Linked DNA regions of Mus musculus: region 2 is linked to region 1. A link is a contact called in public HiChIP or PLAC-seq data. All regions are on one chromosome and are shown on one strand. Each heading gives the region's core, a stretch centred on a gene start, on an enhancer-like site or on the middle of the called end of the contact. The rest is flanking DNA. Distances are from core to core; before and after follow the strand shown.

Region 1 (7,435 bases), core at 3,343-5,842:
GGAAGGAAGGAAAGAAAGAAAGGAATAAAGAAAGAAAGACAGAAAAAAAAGAAAGAAAGGAAGGGAGAAAAAAAAGAAAAGAAAGACAGATAGACCGAGTTAGCACACTCAGCCGGGTTCCTGGAAGGAAGGAGTTTGTGCCACGTCAAGGCGCTGTGGTTCTCAGGGGATGTAAATCTACCTCAGCATAGCAGCAGTCATAAAAACTGGGAGTTGCTTTAAATGCTGAGAAAAATCCTGGGGTCAAAGTCATGAAACCAACAAAGACAAAAAAGAGGAAAAAAAGAGAGTACCAAGTGACAGGAACCTGCCTAAACAAGGAGGGAGGGAGAGAGGGAGGGAGGGAGGGAAGGAGGAAGGAAGAGAGCGCAAGCACCAGGGAGTTTTCAGGATAGGATATTAAGAAGTGAGAAGGATGACTGAGATAAAGTACCAAGTGACTCAACTGTCTGAGAAAAAGAATAATAACAGACACTTGAGTCCTAGAAGGACTCTTTAGAGCTCCTCAGTGTCTCACATACCTGACTCACACCTTGAACAAGAATCTCTAACACAATACAGGAGGCAGATCTGAACAACCGTCTTCTCTCTGGCTGTTCAGGTTGTAGCTACTTATCTCAGAATCAAACAGATGAAATTTCATTTTAAAAAAATCAGGGGGAGGGGACTGCTGGTGATGAATGTGAGGAAAGCACATTACACACATGTACAAAAGTCACAACAAAACCTGCTACTTATACACTGAACACTCACCACCTAACAATTACACATAGGTAATCGGATAGTTCCTAACTAACATTCTGATAAACTGCCTGCTTTTTTTTTCCCTTTTTTTCTTTCCAGGATGTATAATTAGTAACATATGCGATTATAGCTTTAATATACATATAGATATAATATACATATGTATACACATATATATTAGTTTCACTTATATATATTATTTGTTGGTTTGAAAATGTATAATAATTATTTACTGGTATTTTAAAACATAAAACATTTAGACTTGACTCTCATCTATGTTAATTCATCTCAATTAAAATTTCTAGGATGTTTTGTGTCATTTCACAGATCTTTTATCAAAGATTCCCAACTTGATAAAGTCAAAAATCTCACAATGCCAAAATTTAAAAATTATGTTATCCATACAATTTAAAAGTGATTAAAAGTGAGGCTTCTATTTTTTTTTTTTTTAAAGATTTATGTTGGTACATTGTAGCTGTCTTCAGACACACCAGAAGAGGGCATCAGCTCCCATTACAGATAGTTGTGAGCCACCATGAGGTTGCTGGGAATTGAACTCAGAACCTCTGGAAGAGCAGTCAGTGCTCTTAACCACTGAGCCATTTCTCCACCCCCTGAGGCTTCTATTTTCAACAAATGGAGCTGGTTCAACTGGAGGTCAACACATAGAAGAATGCAAATTGATTCATTCTTATCTCCCTGTACAAAGTTCAAGTCCAAGCTTGATCAAGGACCTCCACATAAAACCAGATACACTGAATCTAATAGAAGAGAAAGTGGGGAAAAGCCTTGAACAGAACAGAACACTAAGGGTTTCTGCTCTAAGATCAAGAATTGACAAATGGGACCTCATAAAATTGCAAAGCTTCTTCTGTAGGGCATAAGACACTGTCAATAGGACAAAACGGCAACCAACAGACTGGGAAAAGATCTTTACCAAGCCTACATCCAATAGAGGGCTAATATCCAATACATACAAAGAACTCAAGAAGTTAGACTCCAGAGAACCAAATAACCCTATTTAAAAAATGGGAAACAGAGCTAAACAGAGAATTTTCAGCTGAGGAAACTTGAATGGCTGAGATGCACTTAAAGAAATGTTCATCATCCTTAATCATCAGGGAAATGCAAATCAAAACGACCCTGAGATTCCACCTCACACCAATCAGAATGGCTAAGATCAAAAACTCAGGTGACAGCAGATGCTGGCAAGGATGTGGAGAAAGATGAACTCCTCCATTGCTGGTGGGATTGCAAGCTGGTACAAGCACTCTGGAAATCAGTCTGACAGTTCCTCAGAAAATTGGACATAGTATTACCTGAGGGCCCAGCTATACCACTCCTGGACATACACCCAGAGGATGCTCCAACATGTAATGAGGACACATGCTCCACTATGTTCATAGCAGCCATATTTATAATAGCCAGAAGCTGGAAACAACCCAGATGTCCCTCAACAGAGGCATGGATACAGAAAATGTGCTTCATTTACACAATGGACTACTACTCAGCTATTAAAAACAACGGCTTTATGAAATTCCCAAGCAAATGGATGGATCTAGAAAATATCATCCTGATGATATTTTCAGCCACAAAAGAACACACATGGCATGTACTCACTGATAAGTGGATATTAGGCAAAGAGCATGGAATACCCATGTCACAACTCATGGACCACAAGAAGCTCAAGAGGAAGGAAGACCAAAGAGTGGATGCTTCAGTCCTATTTAGAAGGGGGGACAAAATAATCAATTGGACTGAGCACAGGGATCCCAATGGAGGACTGAAGGAGCTGAAGAGGCCTTATCTGGCATCAATGGTAGGAGAGGCTCTTGGTCCTGTGAAGGCTTGAAGCCCCAGTGTAGAGGAATGCTAGGTTAGTGAGGCAGGAGTGGGTGGCTGGGTGGGGGAGCACCCTCATAGAAGCAGGGTAGGGAACTTGGAAAGGGGATAACATTTGAATAAAGAAAATATCCAATTTGTAAAGTTTAAAAAAAAAGTGAGGCTTCTAGGGATAGAGGGTGGCTCAGTGGTTAAGAGCATTCGCTACTCTTGCAGAGAATGGGATTTCAGTCCCTAGCACCCACCAGGTAGCCCATAACCACCTGTCACCCCAGTCCCAGGAAATTAGATGTCCTCTTCTGGTCTCTGCAGGTGCCAGGCACACCTGTTGTACATGTAGGCAGTACACGCGTCCACATAAAAATAAAAATAAAAATAATCTTTAAAAAATTTAAATCTCCCTTAAAAAAATTTAAGTGTTTACCAAATACCTTCAGTTGGTGGTTCTACAGTTTGAAAGGCATGTTCCCTTCAGCCTTGTTGAGCCTCCAGCAAAAACACCTAGTGCTAAGACAGCCACCATCCAAGGCCATGAGTGAAATACAATATGGAGCATGTGTGTTTTTTCCTGTGAATTCCACGGGCGACAACAGTGCAGTGTATAGTCCAAGAGCACAGAACTGAGGACTGAATATCCATATCACAACAGAATGCTAAGGGTGATGAATATGCTGAGCCCATAGTTTTATTGTCATACAAGATGAGTGATGAATTCAACTGTCACGCTGTACCCCACAAATACACAGTCATTGTGTATTTATTGAAAGTGACAATGTATCCTGACCATGGACTGCCCTCCCTCTCCTCCTCCCAGTGCATCACACACACACACACACACACACACACACACACACACACACACACACACACAACTTCACTTTTCTTCAGAAAAGAGAACCTCTTGGGAATATCAACAGGACATGACATAACAAGATGCAATAAGACCAGGCACAAACTCTCCTGTCAAGCCTGGGCTAGGCAAACTAGTAGGAGGGAAAGAGTCCTAAGAGTGGGCAAAGGAATCGAGACACTCCCCCATTGTTAGAAGTCCAACAAAACCCTCCAAGCTAAACAACCACAGCATATGTGCTCCGTGATAGCTACATCAGTCTCTGTGAGCCCCTATAAGCCCTACTTAGTTAATTCTGTGGACCCTGTTCTCCTGGTGTCTTATCCCACTGGCTCCTCAATTCCAACCCCCCCATTACCCCCCCCCCCCCGCAGAATTTCCCCAAGCTCCTCCTAATGTTTAACTGTGGGTCTCTAAATGCCAATTAGTTTAGACTGCCACCAGGACTCTCCTGAGATGAAATTCAAGTAATTCCCCCACTCCTTTCCTAATGGAATATCAGTCCCTAATTGTATTGGAAAGGAGAAATGTAAAGATGGCAGTTTGTAAATTCACATGATTGGTACAGCCCTGCTGTTGTGTCTTTCCCAACCTCTGTCTTCCGGGAAGCAGAGAAAAGCCCCACCTTCAGCTTCCACAGCAGGAGGGAGGCAGGCTCTGCCTCATTGCAGCCTAGGTTAAGTCCCTGATCTTGATTAGCCTGAATGGAAAGATAGGCGCAGAGAGGACCTAGCTAAATCTTCCCACAGAAGTGAAGCATGGTGGGGTCAGGGAGCAGCGTCCCCACTCTAAGGAGGAGGCGTGGGCTTGGAGGCTTCAGACGAGAAGTTGGATCTGATCAGGCCTTGAGGGACGAGAAGACCAGTGCGGTGTGAGTAGGGGTGTGTGGAGGAATAGGCAGGAGGGGAAGTAACCAGAGCTAGAAAGAGGAAGTAATGAGAGCTAGACTGTTAACAGGAGGGACCAGTGCAGGGCTGGGGGTCCAAGTTCACTAGTGTGGAGACCCTTGAGAGGCCAAAAACTAAAGGCAGGGGTGAATCTTACCACAGCCCAATTCATTACCAACCTAGGAAATATTCCAGCCTGGGCATCACTAAAGCCCTTTTCAACTGATCTTCATATAAACACTGAGACCTGTCTTCCTTTTTCAAGATTGAGGAAATTTTTTACCCTCCCTTTCTCAACCTCCCTAATGCTGTCACCCTTTAATACAGTTCCTTATGTTCTGGTGACCCCTCCCCCAACCATAAAAGTATTTTGTGGCTAATTTTACTACAGTTATAAATTAATGTAAATATCTGTTTTCCTATGGTCTTGGGTCTTTTTAAAAGATTTATTCTTCTCTTATACAATACATCCTGACCACAGGCTCCCCTCCCTCCCCTCCTCCCAGTGTCCCCTCCCCCACATCCTCCCTAAGTTCCTCTTCAGAAAAGAGATCTCTCAGGGATATCAACCAGAGGTAGCATAAACCCTGTGAAAGAGGTGATGACCCACAGGTTGAGAGGCGCTGCCCTAAGGCATCCTCTGAAGCCATAATACCTAAAATACACTTCTGTTTCAGTACTACCATGTTTTATTGAGACATGCGTTTGTTCTCTTCCTCTTCCATCTGGAAAATATTTTAAAATAAGAAAGACCCAGTGTAGCCAGGCGTGGTGGCGCACGCCTTTAATCCCAGCACTTGGGAGGCAGAGGCAGGCGAATTTCTGAGGCCAGCTTGGTCTACAGAGTTCCAAGACAGCCAGGGCTACACAGAGAAACCCTGTCTCGAAAAAAAAAAAAAAAAGAAGAAGAAGAAGAAGAAAGACCCAGTGTAATTGTATGTTCCTAGTACCAAATAAATAACTAGCTCATAAATAGCCCATGCAATGCATGTGCATTGAATAAACGTTGGTGGCTGCTGTGTCCTTGTTTCCGGTGTCATTTCCTGGCCACTGCTCCCAGCACAGTGCTTTGGCTCACAGTCAGTAGTCAGTGACTGTCTGATAGAACTTACACTAGAGAAGCAGCTAAGATAGTTACAATGACCTTTCCAAGTCTTTAGCATACAACTCCAAAGGTATGCATTAGAGCCCAATGAACTTAAATGTCTCAGCTCCACAAGGCCTCTTTCTTATCTAGGTCTTAACATTAGAGGCACATGCAAGATAGATTCCTGACATTCAAACTTCCTTTCAAACCACCCCAACATGATTAGCACGAGTCCATTAGAATCTACTTCCACAGGACACAAGGCAAAGACTTTCCCCAAAACATAGGAAGCCTTAAGGTGAATGGAACACAAAGCCACACAGACCCAAGCCCGTGTCCTAGCACCTTCAGGCATGAATCTTTGCTCCATTGCTCAGCTTGCTCTCAGGCTCCTTCCCCTCTTTAAGCCTTGGCGTCGTCATGTAGAGCATACAGATAATAAAGGTACTCACTGTGTGAGGTTCTTGTAAAGATTAAAATGAGAGGTCATAACATTTTACACCATTAAAAGAATGTCTATTGCAGGAGGCCCTTAACAATTGTCACCGCTTTCCCCTTCCATATACGCTTACAATGTCACTGGCTTGGCACATGTCCGTCCACGTAAAGACAGGCATGAGAGAAAGCACATTTGAACGGTTTAAAAAACAACTTTGAAAACATCTTTTAATTGCTCCGGGGGAAGGTCATTGTCTGGCTCCTTTAAGAAGAAAAAGACAGATTTTAGCTTTTAATAAAGCTGAGCTTCCTGTGAGAGTATAGCAACCTGGTTACCAGGGAAATGTTTTGTTTTTCTTTTCTATACCGAGAAAGAAGCAATCATGTATTTACACGTCAATTTAGATGTCTGTCATGTTTTAAGGGCTTTTGTTCAAGGGGGGGTAAAGCAAAGGTCAGATCAGCCTCTCATTACAAAACAAAACAACCCAGAAAGAGCAACGAAAGACTGAAGCTCCAAGTAGGCAGGTGAATGCTGTGTTGGCCTCAGCCACAGAACAGGGAAAATGTGGCTGTCACACTTAGGACATAGCTTGCACAGCACCGTGAGATTCACATAGCTGGTGGGCAGCGGCAGCAGTCCTGTGGCTTTAGACCAGGGTTTATAGGATGTGAACTGCGTTGTTTCTTCCCTTCACCTACTTACACAGCAGCACAGTGCTAGGCACATTGCTTGGCTTTAAAATCGGAGGAGCAGCTTGAAGCCCTTCTTCATTTCCCAGCACTCGTGTGACCTCCGCCATCTTGTCTAGTCTTTCTGTCACCTATGAAGAGGAATAAATGAAATCACTTACTCCACGGACTGGACTTCAAGGCACTCTTAGAAACATCCACAGGTGTAATGATGTGAGGCCAAGGAGATGGGACAACATTTACTATCAGGCCTGGTGACCTGAGTTAAATCCCTGGGGTCTGCACTGTGGAAGGAAAGAGCCAGAGTCCACAAGCTGTCCTCTGACCTCCACGCGAGTGACCCTGCACCCCACCCCACCCCACCCCGCACCCCACCCCCCACTCCCACCCCCACCCCCACGTCAGTTTTGAAGAAAGAAACAATGTGAATACATCTGGCACATGGTACAGCCAAGTACAAATATTAGCTGTGGTACTGCAAAATGTAATGACCACAATGTAGTTAAACACTACTTCATATTTCAAGGGTATAGTTTTTGTATTTATAATGAAAGTAAGCATATTCAATAAACTCACTATAATTTACCCAAAATGAATAATGTGGGTCAACTTTGGGCTCTGGTGTCTGTTTAGGCACCACCTGGTGGCATTTAAAAATAAAGCAAGTGTGCTGTTAAGCAGCTACAGAAATGCAGGAGGAAAACTGCATTTGGAACACAGGATAAGCGGAGCTCAAACAGAGGTCCAGACTTACAGGAGCTGGTAGGGGACTTGACAAGCTTAGGACCAAATCTGCGAAATGAACCCAGGCACCGTGTTCTAGGACCTGGAGCAGCCTCCACACTCCTTGGCTCAGCTGTTAGCAAAAGAGAAGAAGAAAACCCTGCCCTCTAT
Region 2 (7,435 bases), core at 3,052-5,551, 560 kb before region 1:
CCAGCACCCACATAGTGGTCCTCTCCTTCCAGATGATCTGGCACCTTCTGTCTTCCAAAGAAGTTTATGTATACATTCAGGGAAAACACTTATACACATAAAAATAAAATAAGCAAATCCTTAATTAAAAAAAAAAACCTGCTGTTTGAGTTGTTGAGCTTCATTTAAAAAAATCATCAAATGAATTTCAGGCTTAGAATTAGGAGAAAATTTTCAACAATTTTGAAATTGCCTTAAGCAAATTTCTGCCATTTTGCCCCATATATTCATGCCAGTGATATTCTCAGTATTAACAATCAAAATGTCAGTCAACTCGGAAAAATGTTGAAGATGATGTAGCCTGTAGTATCAAATATTTAGCTAAGGTTTAGCTCTTTATTTTTAAATAACCAAGCACATCTTTCATCAGTATGCAAATTTGTTTTCATTGTCAATACTTGATAAAATTATGTGTATCCAAGAGAATTGTTTCAAAATAAATTTCTTTATGACTTGTCAGTAAATGTTTGCTTTGTATGCCTGTTCTATAGATCTATATAGTTGGGACTATATAAGTCTGTGTTTCTTGGACAAGTGTGAGAAGCATAAGAAACCCTGTTCTAGGCGGTTGCCTGGACCTGTAGATATTTATCTGAAACTTCCTGATAAAATTATTTCCTTCTTCTTCTGGGTGTGGTAACTCAAGTCTGCAATCTCAGCACTTGGAGATAAAGATAGGAAAGAGAGAGAGACCAGCCTGGAGAACACAATGTGCTCCTGTTTCAAACACCCCAAGTAAACAAACAAACAAACAAACAAACAAACATCTTTCTAGAAGAAACGAATTCAGAAATGCAGGCTAATTGGTCCAAGGTACGAGCTATGATTTTGGGTGACTCTGGGACAGACCCCTCTGATCCCACCCGTGCTGCCTGCCTTCTCACTGGGCTCTGGCATCTAGGCTCTGTGCCTACTTCTCTACCATCTCGGTGTTGTGTGTGATGCTTGGCCTTCGATGGAAGAGCAATAGGCAGGGCAGAAGGAAGAGAGGAAGTTATGATGACCCCTGGACCCATTTCTGAGATCTCTGAACTCTAAGACAAAGGGAGAGAGTGACCAGGACAGGAACGTAGTGTTCTCACTTCCAATTTAGGTCATGAAAAAGTTCAGGATCATATCCCAGAAATCTCACAATACGCATCTCATTTAATCATCATGGTATTTGGGGAACTGGGTCAAATATCACAAATTAGAATATTTGCTACACGGTGTTTAGAACTGACTTTTCCCTGGGCAGCTTAAACTGTGAAAAAGAACATGGAAGAGCAATGTGGAGAAGATCACATCTGTTTTAGTTAGGGTTTTACTGCTGTGAACAGACACCACGACCAAGGCAAGTCATATAAGGACAACGTTTAATTGGGGCTGGCTTATAGGTTCAGAGATTCAGTCCATTATCATCAAGGTGGGAGCATGGTAGCATCCAGGCAGGCATGGTGCAGGAGGAGCTGAGGGTTCAACATCTTCATCTGAAGGCTGCTAGTAGAAGACTGACTTCCAGGCAGATAGGACTAATGTATTACATAAACCCTATACCCACAGTGACACACCTATTCCAACAAGGCCACACCTCCAAATAGTGCCACTCCCTGGGTTGAGCATACACAACCATCATATTTCACAGTGTCATCGGTTGCTAGGAGGGATGAAAACATTTTATCAGAAGTACTCTGTCATACAACAGAGATTCGGAGGGAGCCATGAAAGGAGGCTGAATCTCGCCTTCATTTGTCAGGTAGAAGTCAGAGCTGTCAGAAAACGCTATGCTCCGCAGTGAGCTCCACTTCCCCTTTCTGGGTTCTCTTCCTAGGTTTCTTAGTGGACACTTAAAATAAACCCTGTTGATTTTAGTTCTATTAGTTGCCTCCCTCCACTGGTAGAAAACAGGCGACAAGACAAAAATAAACCGTAATGTTCAAAGTCTTTCTTAGATGGTAGAGTTCTTTCTAAATGGTTCCTCCCAGCTCAGCTTATTTTCTGTCCACAAAACTCCATGGAAGATTCTCTTTCAGAAAACACTGGGAGTTTATTAAATCTTTATTGACCTTCAATTTGTTGCAGTCTCTGGATCAACCACAGACTTGGTACAGTTGTACCAAGATGAATCAAATAGAAAACATTTAGTAAAAAAAAGAAAGAAAGAAAAAGAAAAAAGAAAACATTTAGTGTTGATGTCTGTCTGAAATATCTTCTGATTTTTCTTATGGAGTGCAAGTGTTCTTAATAATGAACACCCTGGAACATGTGAGCTTCTTAATTTAGAAACAGCATATATGGTTTAATACTCAGAACTTATTCTTTATATTTTGCCTTTTTACTGAAGTAAAACAAAACAAAACAAAACAAAGCAAAGCAAAACAAAACAAAACAAAACACCTTTATGTGGCCTTTCAGTGATGTCTGGTATACTTTGCTCTAAGGAAATGGGACCTGAGAGTCTGGTGATACAAATGAGGTCATATGGGTAAGGAGATGCACTCGCTTGAAGAGGAAGATTAAAGTTGGACACCTGAAAAAAAAATCTAAGATGGATTAAAAGATGGAGCCAAGGACCCCAACACAAAATATGTTTGCAGGAAACAGCAATTGTTCTGTTGTGAATCTGGTGAAAAGCATATTAGCCGTGGTGATGACATAGCCAAGGTGAGATGGTACTCGGCATCCTGGAATGGTGAGTTCCCTCCCAGAACAGGAAGAAGAGACGTTTCCTTAGTTACATTTCACCAGAGTCCCTGCGGAAGGGCACAGCTCCACGCCCAGTGGGTGGTGGGAGAAGTTCTCAACTGTGCTTCCTCTGCAGCTCCAGCAGGGGCTGTCCTGCCTCACCAGAGGGACAAACACGTCTAAGGAGAACACTCTTAAATTAAAGCAATTTACCAGAGCATCTTTGCGAATGAATATTAATCTCCTAAAGTCCTTTTGGGTTTATTGTTTTGTCTGTGTGCCTTCTGACGGTAATGGCACATTAGGAGTCACTCTTAAATCTATGACCACAAAATACTAACTGCTAGCTGGAAGGGATTTCATGCAGAATGCTATTATAACGTATGGTCCCAAAGGAAGTTTAGAATTGAGTATATGTGTGTATCACTCCAGTGAGCATACTCAAATCTCTCACTGTCTTTTAACCACAGTTAGCTTTGCTCCAGAGGAAAATGTTAGTGTTTTTAAATTATATCCCTTGAGAATATGACATTTGTCACAAGGGTCTTGTCTCTTGCAATGTATGAAGTAACAAGTTTTCCTTGTATAAAGGTTTAGTCTAAAACTTGGACACCATTTTCAAATGTGAAAATATCCAGCACAAAAAATGAAAGAACTTTCCATTCTTACATCATGCCTCATCTAGCCAAGGGTATTTCAGAGCATTTAATATGTGCCAGGTGACACTAAGATATATAAAACCCGGACCCTAGCTTTGGGCCAAGAGTGTCACAAGGCTTTACAGAATTATTGCCCCCACCAGCTGAAACCCTAGTGTGTGCATGAGCATCTGAAATATCAAGTCACTTTATCATAAAATGTGGATTTTTTTTTCTTTCTGACAGCTCAGAACCCTGGGCCAGCATGCTCCTTAGAAATACTTTTCTTCATCCCCAACATTGTTTTTCTTTTCTAGTTTAGTGTTCATCTACATGTGTTTACAGAAACTGATAATACTGGGAAAGTAGGTGGAGAAACAGATTAGTCCGCACTTGGTGGTTATGGGTCCACCCCCAGGCACTCTTTAACATGTCCACAACTCTTGGAAAGCTGAGGTCACCAATTTCTCATTAGTCTTCAAAGCCACAGAAGATGCCAAATAGGAATTGAGTGATGAGGGAGGGAGGGAGGGAGAGAGACAGAGAGGTATTTGGTTGTGACTGCAGGATGCTACAGGATAGTCACAGAGCCCTGTCCTAGGAGAGTTTCAGTCAAGTTCCTGGGCCGCCCAGATCATTTCTGTATGAGATGGACTTTGCTCCCATCCTTCTCAAACTGTTAAAGAAGCACAGTTGACCTCAGCTGAAAGACAACTTGGTTTGTTCTATAGGAACACGGAAAATCAAGGACATGAGTGAAGGGACAAACGATCGGACAGTCATCGGTTACCTCGCTGAAGATGACTCGCAGTGCAGAAGCTGAGGGCGACTTGCTCCGCTGCTGCAGATTGTCACCTTCCTGCTGTGGTCCAGGGGAAGGAAGTGCAGCTCCGTCAAGCTGATCCTCTCAAGGTGCCTGCGGTCTGCGGAGCTCTGAGACCTGCATGTGTGAAGACTTCCACTTCTCTCAGTGAGTCACACCTATTGCAACACCAAGTGGTGACTAAGTCTCTCCTCCGTGGATGGAGGGCGGGGAGATTGTAGGTCACAGGTTTCCAAAGGAATCGTCAGTGCTTTTTATAAATTAAGTGTGGCTAGCTAGAGAAAACTACTCATGCTATCTTGACCAAAGGAGGAGGCTGAAATCAAGTAACTAAGAAGCTTTTTTAAAAAAAAATTATTTTGTATCTTTTGTAAATCTCCTGGTGCAAGGAACTGATCATTTCACTGAAAAACAAACAAACAAACAAACAAACAAACAAACAATTTTTATGAGCAAGAAGATCAACATAATAAATGACCAAATATGGTTTGGGAATGATTTGTGGTTTCTTTTCCTAATTTGTGTTTTAAGGTATGACAAAACATCTAGAAAATGTCTCTGGAAGTGAAAACGAGAAAGGACTGCCCCCTCACCTCCAGCTGGCCTTTTCCAGAGCTGCTTCCAGCAGACCTGGCATTGCTTGGTGCCAGCTGAAGCTGTAAGGGGTGGGGGATGAGATGCCACCCACCTTCCCTGCAGCTTGCCAACTCCCCCCCCCCCCCAGCCTCTCCTACTCATGATAGTACAGGCAAGCCAACAGTGCACTGAAGTTTTACTTCTAATTTCAAGCTGTATTCTTCTGCTTCCACCTCTGCTCTGTTCCTTCTTGAAGAGTAGTTACTATTTCCTCCTCAGAGCAAGCAAATGAAAGAGCCCATCCCTCTACCGGAGTCTAGACAGGGCTACTGCTTTTTAAATTAGGTAGGTGTGGTTCCTAGTTCCTCCACAACGACAAAAGACTAGTTTATCCAGAAAAATATTTGGGGTACCTGATATATGCAAAATATACTTTCCCCCTTTAATAACGCTCAATACAGAGTACAGGCACAAACTTGTGGCCTCAGAGAAAAACCTCATGGATTGAAATCCATATGAAGACAGCTATGGTAATTAATCCTCCTTATAAGCAGGCTATTATTTCTGAGAGGTGGAGAGAGCCTCAGGCACCTGGGTGGTCCTGGAGGACTGAAGGGAAAGGCCAAAGAAAAGGTTACACCTTTTGCAAGCTCTACTCAATAATCTCACTCAGTGCCGCTCTGTTTTTAAAAATTCCCCAAATGGACTTAAAAAAAATGAAATGTCGAGCCTGATTTGCATGCTATGGTTGGGAATTCTTGCCCTCTACTTGGCGTGGTCTCTCAGTACTGTTGATAAAACTGAAAGGTTCAGTGTCTAGGCATGTGGGGTAGAGGTGGGGGTGGGGTTAAAACAACCCCTTCCTCAGCTTGTCAGCTGGGTATTGACAAAGGTGTTCACGAATGGAATCATTTGTTAGCAGCCCTGTCTCCAGGCTGAAATCGCAGCCATGTTCAAAGTTACATACTGAGTTCTGCTTCGTTTTGCTCTGTCCCTTTAGGATGTCAGCTGTGAGGGCCAGTGAGACGGTAATCATTCACCATCAGAGGGTAAAAGATGCCGCCTCGAAAACGTGACAGACCAACTTCAATCTGCAAGATCTCCTCATGGTAGAAGGAGAGAATTGGTTCCTGAAAGTTGTCCTCTGACCACATGTGCATTGTGGTGTGTGTGTGTGTGTGTGTGTGTGTGTGTGTGTGTGTGTGTGTAACACAAATAGACACACAAACAAAAGAAAGAAAGAAAGAAAGACAGAAAGAAAGAAGAAGCTCCACCCCCTTTGTTTTTCACAAGTGAAAGAATGTTACCTTTGAAATCGATACTTTGAGCAGGCGTGGTGGCGCACGCCTTTAATCCCAGCACTCGGGAGGCAGAGGCAGGCAGATTTCTGAGTTCCAGGCCAGCCTGGTCTACAAAGTGAGTTCCAGGACAGCCAGGGCTATACAGAGAAACCCTGTCTGGAAAAACAAAACAAAACAAAAAACAAACCAAGAAAATGCTACTTTGTTCAGAATTATCCCTACATCAGGCTTCCTGTCATCAAAAATGACCTGTGGGGTGTGTGTATGTGTGTGTGTGTGTGTGTGTATCACCAAAGTGACATTTGGTTTTTCTTCTATTTCGTCTTTTAAGAGTGTGGAATTTGCCCACATTTAATTTTATGTTGTTAGTTTGGTTGTAGCTACATAGGAGTGAACTTCGACAGCACACTAAACACCCAACTCTCCCTTTTCTTCTAAGTCTGTAGCTACCTAAGAGTATCCCCATCTCTTCTCTTTCCAAACTCAATGAACTACCTCAGTTCCCAGCTGCCCTAGTCAGCATCTATCAGACTTCTTGTACCCGTGCTGATCTGAGGGAATCTCTGGTCCAACCACAGAGAATCTTGAGAAGGGAGCCCTGTGGAGAAAAGCACTTACCCCTCCCCCACCCCCACAGCAGACTTAGTGGTCCAGGTGTATGTCTGGTATGGCTCGCCTAAGGTCAGCCCGCAGGGCACGTGATCTTTCTGCTTCCTGGTGGGATCCATGAATACTCTGCGCACAGACACTCTCAGCTCTCTGACTAGCTCGGAATGGCTTTATGACTTCCAGTATGTAAGATCAGACCTTGTGCTTCCTCCTCCCTCGGTCAATAGATGGCTTTCTTATTTTCTGTACAAGAGAAACCTGTCTTTTGTCCCACCCCACTTTATACACCGACACTACCTTTGTTTATGAGAAACCTGAGTACCCAAACTGGGAGCTTTGTTGCTCATTTGTTTGTTCCCTGACTCTCCCAGCTGTAAGATAAAGCCCAGCTGATCTTATGTCCCCTTGTATAGCAGGACGGACAGACAGACCAATGATGAAGGACTGAGTCATTGCAGCGCTTAGGGAATTCTCTGCAGAAAGTTTTTTCATATTAGAGGAGGACACATTCTTTCAGCGACACACAAGAGGCTTGAACAGTGGGGTGAGGAGGATGACATGGGGCAGCCATTGTTCAGGGGGAAAGGAGGGTTATAGCAGACATAAGACTCACCAGGAAGAGTAGGGCTTCCTGGTCACAGAGAGGCTTGTGAGAAATAAGACCAGCAGAGGAATAAGAAAAAGGGGGCTCTTAAGAGGGAAGAGGAGGGAGCTCCCTCAGTGTGACCCCTGCAGTAGGAGAGTGTGCTAGAAGTATCTGCAACACCCACTGACCTGAAGAAGAT

What was found. HiChIP or PLAC-seq counts read pairs in DNA pulled down with a chosen protein or histone mark.
Region 2: a contact with region 1 is called in an H3K4me3 HiChIP or PLAC-seq map of bone marrow-derived macrophages, with 5 times the contacts expected there. The contact joins the promoter of Dhrs9 here to the enhancer-like site in region 1. A contact is called at or near these places in 6 of 39 promoter capture datasets (the 3T3-L1 cell line, cranial neural crest, frontonasal cranial neural crest and 3 more), 1 of 115 datasets of contacts at active chromatin or transcription factors (bone marrow-derived macrophages) and 1 of 9 other capture datasets (pancreatic islet).

What each region holds. Positions count from the first base shown.
Region 1 is chr2:68,822,453-68,829,887 of GRCm38.p6, reverse strand. The region is part of intron 3 of Gm36231 (a long non-coding RNA gene); the gene reads left to right. It overlaps Gm36174 (a long non-coding RNA gene), which reads right to left. Exons shown (of 3, transcript XR_374615.1): 1 at 7,296-7,435; 2 at 6,555-6,672; 3 at 6,050-6,110. Among named protein-coding and RNA genes, the nearest start is that of Gm36174, 3.8 kb to the right of the region's middle. Within about 2 kb of position 4,592, at least 87 of the 459 cell types and tissues checked have an H3K27ac peak or open chromatin away from gene starts, as enhancers often do. A contact at or near this core is called in bone marrow-derived macrophages and neutrophils, where this site is marked.
Region 2 is chr2:69,377,328-69,384,762 of GRCm38.p6, reverse strand. Dhrs9 (dehydrogenase/reductase (SDR family) member 9) reads right to left here and starts at 4,301. Exons shown (of 5, transcript NM_175512.2): 1 at 4,132-4,301. It overlaps Gm36393 (a long non-coding RNA gene), which reads left to right. Exons shown (of 6, transcript XR_003953850.1): 5 at 2,460-4,311; 6 at 5,741-5,912.